Linked DNA regions of Zea mays: region 2 is linked to region 1. Evidence: chromatin contacts called from public Hi-C data. All regions are on one chromosome and are shown on one strand. The core of a region is the stretch at or near the end of the contact, and the rest is flanking DNA. Distances in the headings are between cores, read along the strand shown.

Evidence for each region. Hi-C and Micro-C count contacts between places; a contact is called where the count stands out from the background.
Region 2: a contact with region 1 is called in a Hi-C map of ear, with 2.3 times the contacts expected there. The contact joins the promoter of LOC100285090 here to the promoter of LOC100276027 in region 1. A contact is called at or near these places in 2 of 25 Hi-C or Micro-C datasets (ear and leaf).

What each region holds. Positions count from the first base shown.
Region 1 is chr4:71,330,279-71,335,344 of Zm-B73-REFERENCE-NAM-5.0, forward strand. LOC100276027 reads right to left here and starts at 2,126. Exons shown (of 2, transcript NM_001149917.1): 1 at 1,887-2,126. The coding sequence starts at 2,052.
Region 2 is chr4:71,704,948-71,710,013 of Zm-B73-REFERENCE-NAM-5.0, forward strand. It overlaps LOC100285090, which reads left to right and starts at 2,636. Exons shown (of 11, transcript NM_001157985.1): 1 at 2,636-3,199; 2 at 4,261-4,466; 3 at 4,616-4,675. The coding sequence starts at 4,272. LOC118477060 reads left to right here and starts at 2,384. Exons shown (of 2, transcript XM_035967602.1): 1 at 2,384-2,405; 2 at 2,562-3,195. The coding sequence starts at 2,384. The coding sequence ends at 3,157.

The DNA of each region.
Region 1 (5,066 bases), core at 876-3,375:
TGAATTAATCAAATGGGTCGCATAAATCACACCTTTTGCAGGCCTAGTGTGGCCATCCTTTTTGTTCAAAGAAATTTAGATATCATTTGAGTTTCATTAACATGTAAATGGACATGTCTCTGATCAAGCATATAGTTTATTGTGTTCAGACTTGGTTCCAACAAAAAACGTGAATAATTAGTTATGAAAATGGTGAAGGACCTGACGTCGTTAATCTTGCTCGATCCAAAGTTCGAAGAAAACCTTGGATGAAAGATGCCTTGCTACCAAGGTTTTAAAGTCGTCCGACTAATCGCGATTAGTCGGCCTTATCGCTAGAGCGAGCTCAATTAGGGTCTTCGACTCGACTAGAGCGACTAGGAAGTGATTAGTCGTCCTAGTCGCCGACTAATCGCGATTAGTCGTCCGACTAGGGGTAATGGTCGACTAGTTATGCCTATTTTGGGCCACTAAACCGGTCTTTGTTACATGGGCCAACCCACCATCTGTACAACACAAACACTGTTTTGTCCTACTGTACCAATACGGTACACAATACGCAGCGCACAGTCACGCGTGCGCCCTTCTCCAGCGTCGCCATCCCTTCTCCAGCGCCGCCGCTCTCCTCTCCTGTCGCCCTGCTGTGCTCCGACATCCCTCTACATATGCTCCTGAAGTCCCGACCTCCTGTTGTAGTCACTAACAACAGCCTACAAGTTTGGCATTCTAATAATTCCTGGAGTTGAAATCAGTGTGTTGTTGTACAATCCAAGGTAAGTGGTCTTTACCTTTTACTTTTAGTGAAAACATGTTTGTACAGTTATATTGTGATATTGTTAATAGATCTGCTGATCTGCAATATAGTATATTGTTGTCCTGCTACAGCTATAGTGTAATGTTGTCCTAAAGTCCTGCTACAACTATATGTATTGATATATATACACACACACATGGTCCTGTTATAGGTGGACGACTAGGAATCAACTAGGCTCGACTAATCGAGCAAATCGACGGCTAATCGCGATTAGTCACCTTATCGGTGCTCAGGCGACTAGAGTCGACTAGCCGACTTTAAAACCATGCTTGCTACACGTTAACATGAACCCCAAAATGTTGGGTCTTTGTTTGTTGATGAGGTATTGTAAGAATTCTTTTGTTGCCAAAAGCAGTGCACATGCATTTAACTATATCATGATCTAATGGACCAGAAGGCTCACTTGCACGCTTGCATCTATGATCTGCTTGCACTATCAGTCGTTACCTTAACTAGTATATACTAATATACTCCCTCCATTTTTTCATTTGACGTTTTGTAGACCATTTTTCCACTGTTTGACACAAATAAAAAAGGATGGAGGTAGTACTATATATTCTAGAGCACAGACCATGAATATGACTCTGGCTTGATCAGTTGGCTGGTAGAATAGCTGGACAGAGTGAGATGTGAGACAGAGAGTAAGGGTTAGGGTGGTGGCTGCATGTTGAGTTGCAAATTGGGATGAAAAGCATAAGCCCAATTAGCCCGAACCATCCCATCCCAGATCATGATTTCAAAGGCGACAAGGCGCCACTGTTCCCCAAATAGGGTTCCAGATGCAGCCCATGTTTTTAGCTGCCGAGCAATTCCATTCTGTTTCTGGCCATTCGCCCTCTAGCCATCCGATTAACCGTGATTATTCGATGACTAATCGGATGACAAGAAAACTAATTAGCCCCTACTCGGGTTCATGATACGACTAATCGCAATTAATCGGCTGACTTCGGGACTTGACGCAGCTAACTGCCTAGCCCCAGATCCGCTCGAGCGATCGAGCGAAACCTAACTGGGGAACCACGGGGCGCACTGCAGAGATCGGTCGATAAATCCGCACGAGGGGAAAGGAAGCAGGTGCACGGGGCTGACTGACCTTCGAGGGCGTGGTCCTCCGGGCCGATGGCTGCGTCGCCGCAGACGTCGCAGACGACGCGGCCGCGGATCTCCCCCGTCCAAGCCTCGGCCGCCGCGAGCAGGATGCCAAGGGCGATTGCGAGCTGCAGGAGGAGCGGCCACCAGCGAGGGGGTGCCGCCGCCATGGTCGGGGAAGGGCCGGATGGTTGGTGGTAAACAAGCCGTGCCGTGGACTCTGTCAGTGTCGATGCCTCGTTACGTCGAGTATGGTGCGCCGTGCGCGTGAAACAAACACCCCGCCCATCACGACAGAAGAAAAAAAATCGACAAATAAAATGAACACATTAAAGTGTCATCTGTAAAAGTGCCAAAATTTGAAAGCTACCATTACAACACCTATTGTGCAATTTTAGGCCGTATTTGGTTATGCTTCTAAAACATGCTTATGTTTTGAAAAAAATAGAAAGCAATAAAAGGTCTCGTTGAGCACCAGAATTACCACTGGACACACCATGTGGCTCGACGATCCGTGTCCTAAATAGTCTGCGGGCGTAGCTTGAACGGTCCGTGCCTTAAGATCAGACAAGAGTCCTTATTTCACGCGTACTTATCTGGTTAATCGCATAGGAATCTGTTATGAAGCGGCCAGTAACGGGTCCAAACCTTCATCTCTCTCTCTCTCTCTCTCTCTATATATATATATATATATATATATATATATATATATATATATATATATATATGCGTATATATGCGCGCGAATGGTACGGCTCATTGAGGCATCAATCAATCCCATCTATGAATCCAATTTATCTCATTTACTTAGGAGTAAGAGTAATCTAGCCTTAGTTTAGCCTTCCTAACCTTATTCTCCATCTCTATTCGTCTCTACGTTGTCTAAGGACGCTCCAAGTGGCTTGGCGACCCTAGGGCACGCCTAAGAACTCTTCTCCCTGGTAGGGTCCCTCTCGAAAGGTTAGTTTTAGGTTTTCTGCAAAAAAGATGATTCTGTGTCGTTGTGGATTGTCCGGGCCTACACGTGGACAGTCAGGAAGTACGCAGAGAGGAGTAACTCCAACAGGGAGGTCGCAGACCATCCGTTGCAAGATCGCGAACCATCCGAGCTCCGTAGAGAATACCTCCTTGAGGTTCATACCAGTGTTTAGCCCCAAATCGGTGCCGACACACTTTTTGCGACTTCGTCGAGGAGAGACATGCTTTCTGGATCTACCAAGATCAGCCACAAATGGCTCATGGTTCCAAATATCGCACCGAAGTTTCCACGAGCAACAACATGAAGCCGACTCTTAAGAGCCTGTCAGCTGAAGATCAGCAACGATTTGAAGATAACATGAGACAACGAGAATAAGAAACGTTGCGAAGGCAAGCCCAAGAGCGAGAATAAGCAAAATAAAAATATATGGCACATTTCAAGGTAGACCAGCATAAGAAGATCGTCCGTCAAGGGGAGTTTGAGATGGCATCTCTTCTACCCGCTACACATGCCCCAATGTAAGTAAAATCGATGACATCCAATCTCTTATGTATTTATAGATGAGTAGCGGGATCAATTACGACAATACATGGGGTATGGAAGAATCCTTTAAAAACTTACACATGCATATGAAAACAATGTCTTTGCTAATTTTCCATCGCATGAGATTGATGCTAAGGCTGCCACACATAACTCATCGGCTACAAATGGGCATTCACAAGCCTAGCCATTCTATTGCATGCGATTGCCGATGAAGTCATATACCGAGCAACCATAGCCTCCTCCACCGATTTGGGATAAAACTACGGTTTTGCACAACGTCGGACCATCCGAGCTTATCCTCAGACTGTCCGACCCCCCAACGGATGGTCCCATCCTTTACGATAGACCACCTAGAGCCGTGTTAGGGTCATCGTACTCTTCACAAGGTCTAGCCGAAAATGCTCAGATTGTCTACACACCCGGACCATCTGAGTATCCCAGAACAGGATGTGGATTATCACCCACAATCTTTTCACCTGCCATAGCGGCAATTTCCCCTCCCTATAGTTCATCGAGGGTGTAGTATGGCTCCACCCTCACATGGGAACAAACAATTTTCGAGCCCGAGGAGGCCAGACAGAATTAACACACAATATGGGGCGACTAGAGGTAGTATGAGCATGCCACAAAATCGCATACCTCATTATCCATGGGTAAGAGGTTGGCATAATGAGGCCCGGTCACATGCTCCTTTAGGCCCAAGGGTCGATGGGCTACTGCTATATCTCTATTGATATAGTAAGAGAAGAAATAGCTAAGGAATTCCAAGATAAGCTTCGAGTTAGTATGACCAACAAGGGACGATCATATTGGAAACCATATGACAACCAATTCGACACCATCCCATATCCACAAGGGACCATAATACCAAAATTTTCAAGATTTTTTAGTGAACATAACAAAAGCATGCACGAGCATATAGGCCAGTTCCTAGCATAATTAGGAGAATTAGCAGATATGGAAGCTTTCCACGTTTGCGTGTTTTCATTATCCCTAACTGATATTGTGTTTGCATGGTATGCCGCCTTACCACGTAACTCTATTTATTCATGAGGAGATGTGGAGCATAAATTTCATAAACATTTTTCTCTAGAGAATATGAGTTAGAGTTAGTCAATTTAGCAGCAATACGATAAGGATAGGATGAGTCAGTTAATGACTATATCCGAAGATTCTAGGACACCAAAAACTGATGTTTCCATATATAGGTCACTGATAAACAATTAGCAGGGTTAGCTTTTAATGTGTTGGATTCATGTTTAAAAGAAACATTAGATGATACCCAATTTTTTACATTAATCCAATTACATAAGCGAGCATTGGCATGTGAAAGCCGAAGCAAAGATACACCTAAAATGGCTCGTTAGAACGTTCATTTAGTTTATTGTGACCAAGATAATTTAGATGATGAGCTACAAGAGATGTATGATGATGAGCTAGTTTGGTCGACCAAGGCCAAACCTCCAGCTTGCTCCTCTTTACAGCCGGTTCAAAAGAATCGGCGAGAAGAAGTTAAATTTACTTTTAATGTAGCTAAATGTTATAAGATATTTGATGAATTACTTAAAAGCGACAACATTGAAATGACGCAAATTATCCTAGCTATTGATGAATTAAAAAGACGAGCTTATTGTAAGTGGCATAATTTTGTTTCTCATACCA
Region 2 (5,066 bases), core at 1,386-3,885, 380 kb after region 1:
GGGGCGGCCGAGCGGGGCGGCCGATCGGCGACGGGGAGGGGCGGCGCTAGGGCAGGGGGTAGGGGCGGCAGCGGCTTAGGGTGAGGGAGAGAAAATGAGAGAAAATGAGAGGAAGGGAGAAAGAATTTGGGGAAAAAGGGGAGGTGGGGGGGGGCGGTTGGGCCTTTTGGGCCCAAGGGGGGGGGCGCCAGGGGCGGCTGGGCCGGCCGGGGTCGGCCCACGGCGCGGGAGAGAGAGAAAAAGAGGAGAGAGAAAGAGAGAGAGAAAAAAAGAAAGAAAAGATCTTCTCCTCATTTTCGAAATCCGATCTTTCTACATAAATGCATTTGCACTTTCAAAGCAATCAAAAGAAATGCAAGGTTCGGCATGGTGCATCAAACAACATAAAGTATTTAGGGTTTTTCTTACACGGGAAATCCAAACCGAATCCCGCTAGAACTTTGGAAAAGGTCAAGGTGTAGCGAGGGCAAAAAGAAAAAGAAAAGGTAACGCCCGAATTTTGGCGAGTAAAGAAAAGAAAAAAAAAATCAACTGCAAAATTCGGGGCGTTACAAAGATCTAAGAATGAGGCACGGAGGGAGGGAGGAGGGCGACTACAGGGAGCACAATGAGCGGAAGGAGCGTGAGCGGAGCAAGCAGCGGCGACGAGGGAGACTGGGGCTAGCAGGGAAGACGACAAGCGAGGGAGCGAGGAGGGCGACCAGAGCGTGGAGGGGAGGCGACGGGCGAGGAGTGCGACACAAAGGGAGTGAGGGAAGGAACGGGGAGTGCTGTAACAGTAACCCTAGCGAGATCTGAGTGCGGCACGTGGGAGGGAGTGGAGGGCACGTGTTACAGAAGCGAGCCAGGCTCGGTTGAGAAGTCCACCCCGAGCGTATGAATTGAGCCAAGTTGGGTGGGTGCTTTTGCATCTACTAGGCGAGGCCCAAGTACTAATGCATGCAACCAAACATGTTGCTTCTTGCACTTATGAAACCTGGCTCGGGCTGTATACAAGGAACCAATCGCGTCCCTAGGGAACATCACCCTCGAGTTGTTGCTTGGACTTCACAAGCTAGTAGGCAAGAGAATAAACAGTGGCATCGCTTACCCGAGAGCATTAGCATGCTCGCACTCCTGCGCAACAACAACAACAACAACGTACATTGCGGTGGTGATGGCAGCAACAAGGACAGGGTGGGCAACAACAATGTCATCATGGGGAAAGCGACCTGTAGAGCCAAGGCACCATCAGATAGAAGAAGAGTGGGAGGAGGAGGCTACATCATGAGTTAGGGGAGCAACCGCGCCTAGCTTAGCGTTGCTCGCGCCTGCAGCATCTAGAGCAACGGCGGCGATGCCCATGTGCAAGGCGACATCTGTGGCCCGGACATCTCCGTCGGTAGTGAGGATGGACGACATGTCAACAAGCCAACCACGACGCTTAGGGGGGAAACACACCTGCTATAGGGAGAGGAGGAGGAGGTGACGATGCTAGAGGAGGAAAGGGGCACACCGACCATGGTGGTGGCTGCGACTGTAGGGCTCTAGAGGAGAATTACTTTGTATAATAGAAAGAAAATTACTTCATACAATAGTAATTGACGATAGGGTTATATGCAGGTTAGGGGGTACAACTCTAACACACTTCTTGATCGGGCTCTAGCTCAAGGCACACTAACCATCTAACAATCATGCTAAAGAAGTACAGAGTTTGAGAGGTAGAACCATTTTACCAGGGATAAGTAGGGGTGGTAATGGACCACGATCCAAATGTTTCTTCATGATTCGTTGAGCCCTTAATTAATTTAGTACAAAATAAACATGAATAAAACTCGATCCAAATAACATCTGATCCTTAAAATTTATGGTGTAAAATTTAGACCCCATTAATCACTAGAGATAAGCACGGATTAAACTTTACTACCAAGACGGATTGAGCCCATTAGACTCTCCGCGGGTTCCCGCGACCGCTCCCCCTCCCCTCAGGGGCACTACGGGCGCCCCTGCGAGCACCCCCCCAGCCGGCGGAAGTGAGCAGGACTCCGTCACATTGAGCGTCAGCTGATGCGCCCCCTTGTCTCGAGTTGCGTGCCGACTAGTATTTAATAGTTGAAGAAAAAATAGTAATAGATGATGAATAAGGTTGGATAATGATATTTTATGGTTGTATTGAGGTATATAGGGAGAATTTAGAGGGAACCGTTGCGAGAGATGAAAAAGTAGGAGACAAAATATTGATAATGTAACGAAAAAAGTGATATAGGGGAATAAATTTAGGGAGAACCACTACGGATATCCTTACCTTGCCCTTAGATGTTGTACGTTGTACCTTGTTACCCGTACACTGATGCAGACAAATGGACGTCTATCTGAGGAGTGTGTGTCTCTTTTTCAAACACAGATGGGGTTCAACAGAAGCAAAAGTCAGCAATCGGCATGCAAGTTGCAAATAAATGTCGTCTTTTAGTTTATCAGGCTTATATTTTTCATCAGGTGCCTCTGTTAATTCAAGCTCTGTATTTGCAACTTGCATGCTGATTGGGGTAACAGGTAATTCAGGTAACCACGGTCACTGACAGGAAGGAAGCGAAGGAATTGGGTGTCAGGTCAGGCCTCCGATTCAACAGATACCACCAAGTGCATAGGGCGGAGACCGGAGCAGGGAGAGCATTCGCCATTTGGCAGAGACGAGACGGACACCTCTGCGGCGCCGCCTCGGGCCTCGGCAGACGACAGCAATCACAGCAGCGGCTCTACAAGAAAGAAGAGAAACTGCAGAAACCGCGAGGGCAGGCGCGGCAGCGGGCAGGCAGTCCATCCCCATGTGTTTGTGACTTTGTGCTCGTCCTCATACCCCCCTCCAGCTCCCGTCTCCTCGTGCTCTCCACTGCTGCATGCGCCTCTTGTCCTGTCCCCCTCCCCACCTTGTTCCTCCCATCCCGCGCCGTCTCTGCACGAAGCAGAGCGCCGGTCCACCGACAAGGACAGCTACAACTACGACGCGCAGGCAGAGCCATCGCTCATCTGGGGCTGCCCTCGGTTACTCCTCCCCTCCGCCGCTGCCCCTGCCTTGTCCACAGCTGTTGTTAATTCCTTCATGAGTTGGCGTCGGCGCCAGCGGGGCGGAGGGGAAGGAGGCGGGGCTTCAGCTTCCCCGGCGCCGGCCGCCGCCTGAAGATCCCTTCTTCTCCTGTAGTCCTGTCGTCGGGCGGGCGAGGTGAGGCCGGGTCTTCCTTCTCTTGATTTTGGTTGCTTGTGCAGAGCCATTCCTTCGCAGAGAGATCTCATCTTTATTTGGTGGTATTTCCTATTTAATGCTAGACGTCCCCTTTTCTAGTTAAGTGATAGTATGATCCGGCCTCGATTTTTTTTACTCGTGGAATGCGCCTTTCTTCCCCCATCAGATGTCAAAAGGGAATGTTTGTACTGGTGCGCTCAGGTTCTTCTTCCCGTTTGCTGTTCCTGTTTTTTTCTTCGCTTGTCCAAGGTCAATCTGCGGGCTCAATGCCGGCGCTGGTAGTTGTGCCATTCCTCCTTGGGCCAACGGGGCCGGTGGCCGTTGGCATCCTCCCTGAGAGGCACAGGGGGGACAGCGACGTGTCTCTGCTGATGTTTCTTCCGCCCCCATTACTGCGCCGGCCCCTCGCCTCCGTCTGACCATATCGCCTTGCAGTCTACACAATAGTAGGGAAGTAGTTAAAAAAAGAGGGGGTTGCCCAGCTCGTTAGATCCTGCGGCTTACCATTTCTTGGATCAGTTAGGGGAGGATAGACTCTTCATTTGGATTCATGTCCTTCCCGGTCAATTTGGGTCAGTTTGTTTACCATAGAAAGGTGGCATCTTTTGGCTTCTGCTCTTTGGTCTATGTGGATCCAGTGCCAAATTGGACCGACCGAAGCTGATTCTTGCTGGCAGAAAGTGCCCAACTGTGCTACCATTTATTTCCAATGAATCCTTGGCTATCTACTCAAATAAACACCGAGTCCGTGAGGCCATTTCGTCTCTGCTTATGTAGGATTCTTATGTTCATGTGGACATGTGGCGCATTGCCTGGCCTTTCGCAAATCAGTTTCTTCTGGAGTGCCCAAGTGGTTCTTCTCTTCCCATATCGATATAAGGCTAACACCGTGTGATGCCTGCCTCAATACATCTTGGCCCCAAGAACACTCTGATTCTGTGCAGTTCCATACGGTGCTCAACAAGTGATATCCAGTATTTGGAGGGTCTTTGCAAGAAGCGTTGCTCTGTTGCTCTTGCTCATATTTTGTGTTCTGATAGGTCCAAGCATCATGGGGCTCTTAGGTATGATGGGCGACTCTTTTGGTTGCTCGGCGACTGGGGAGCGACTTGTGTCTGCTGCAAGAGATGGAGACATCCAGGAGGCCAGGGCTCTCTTAGAACTCAATCCCCGCCTTGCTCGGTACTCCACGTTCGGGATCCGGAATTCGCCTCTCCATTACTCGGCAGCAAAGGGCCACCATGAGGTGAACCATTGATTTTATCTATAATGTTGTTTTGCCATCTATATGCAATAATTGTTGATCCAGATGCCTTTGTTAACCCATTTAGTCACTTCCCAGTATGTGAATTTGTTATTATTTTACAAAATAACCCTCTCATTTCTCTGTGATAGATTGTCTCCCTCCTAATCGAGTCCGGTGTTAATATTAACCTTAGAAATTGCAGAGGGCAGGTAAATTCTTCTCTTTCTCATCTTAGATCTTCAACCATTACTGTGCTTTGTCGGCTTTTAGAGTATTTCATCAGCAGTGAATTTCCATTCGGAATTATTAGGAAATGCATTATGTAGCAGTATGGTTGAAAACTACTTGCAGCCTTTTAGCAGTCCTGTGTGTTTATATGTAACTGACGTTACCTTTTATTTGAGATTGAGAATTAGTAACTTGATGGATAGGAACTATACCCTTTCTTCTTTTTTGTGGTTGAGTTATACTGTATAGTGCGAAAGAGCCTCTAGCTGAGTTAGTTAGATGGTCTGAGTTCGACTCCCGGTCTAAGGTCCTAGCCCCGTTCTGCGTTCGTGGTCGTTCCCACATGGGCTACAGTGCCACGTTGTATATATG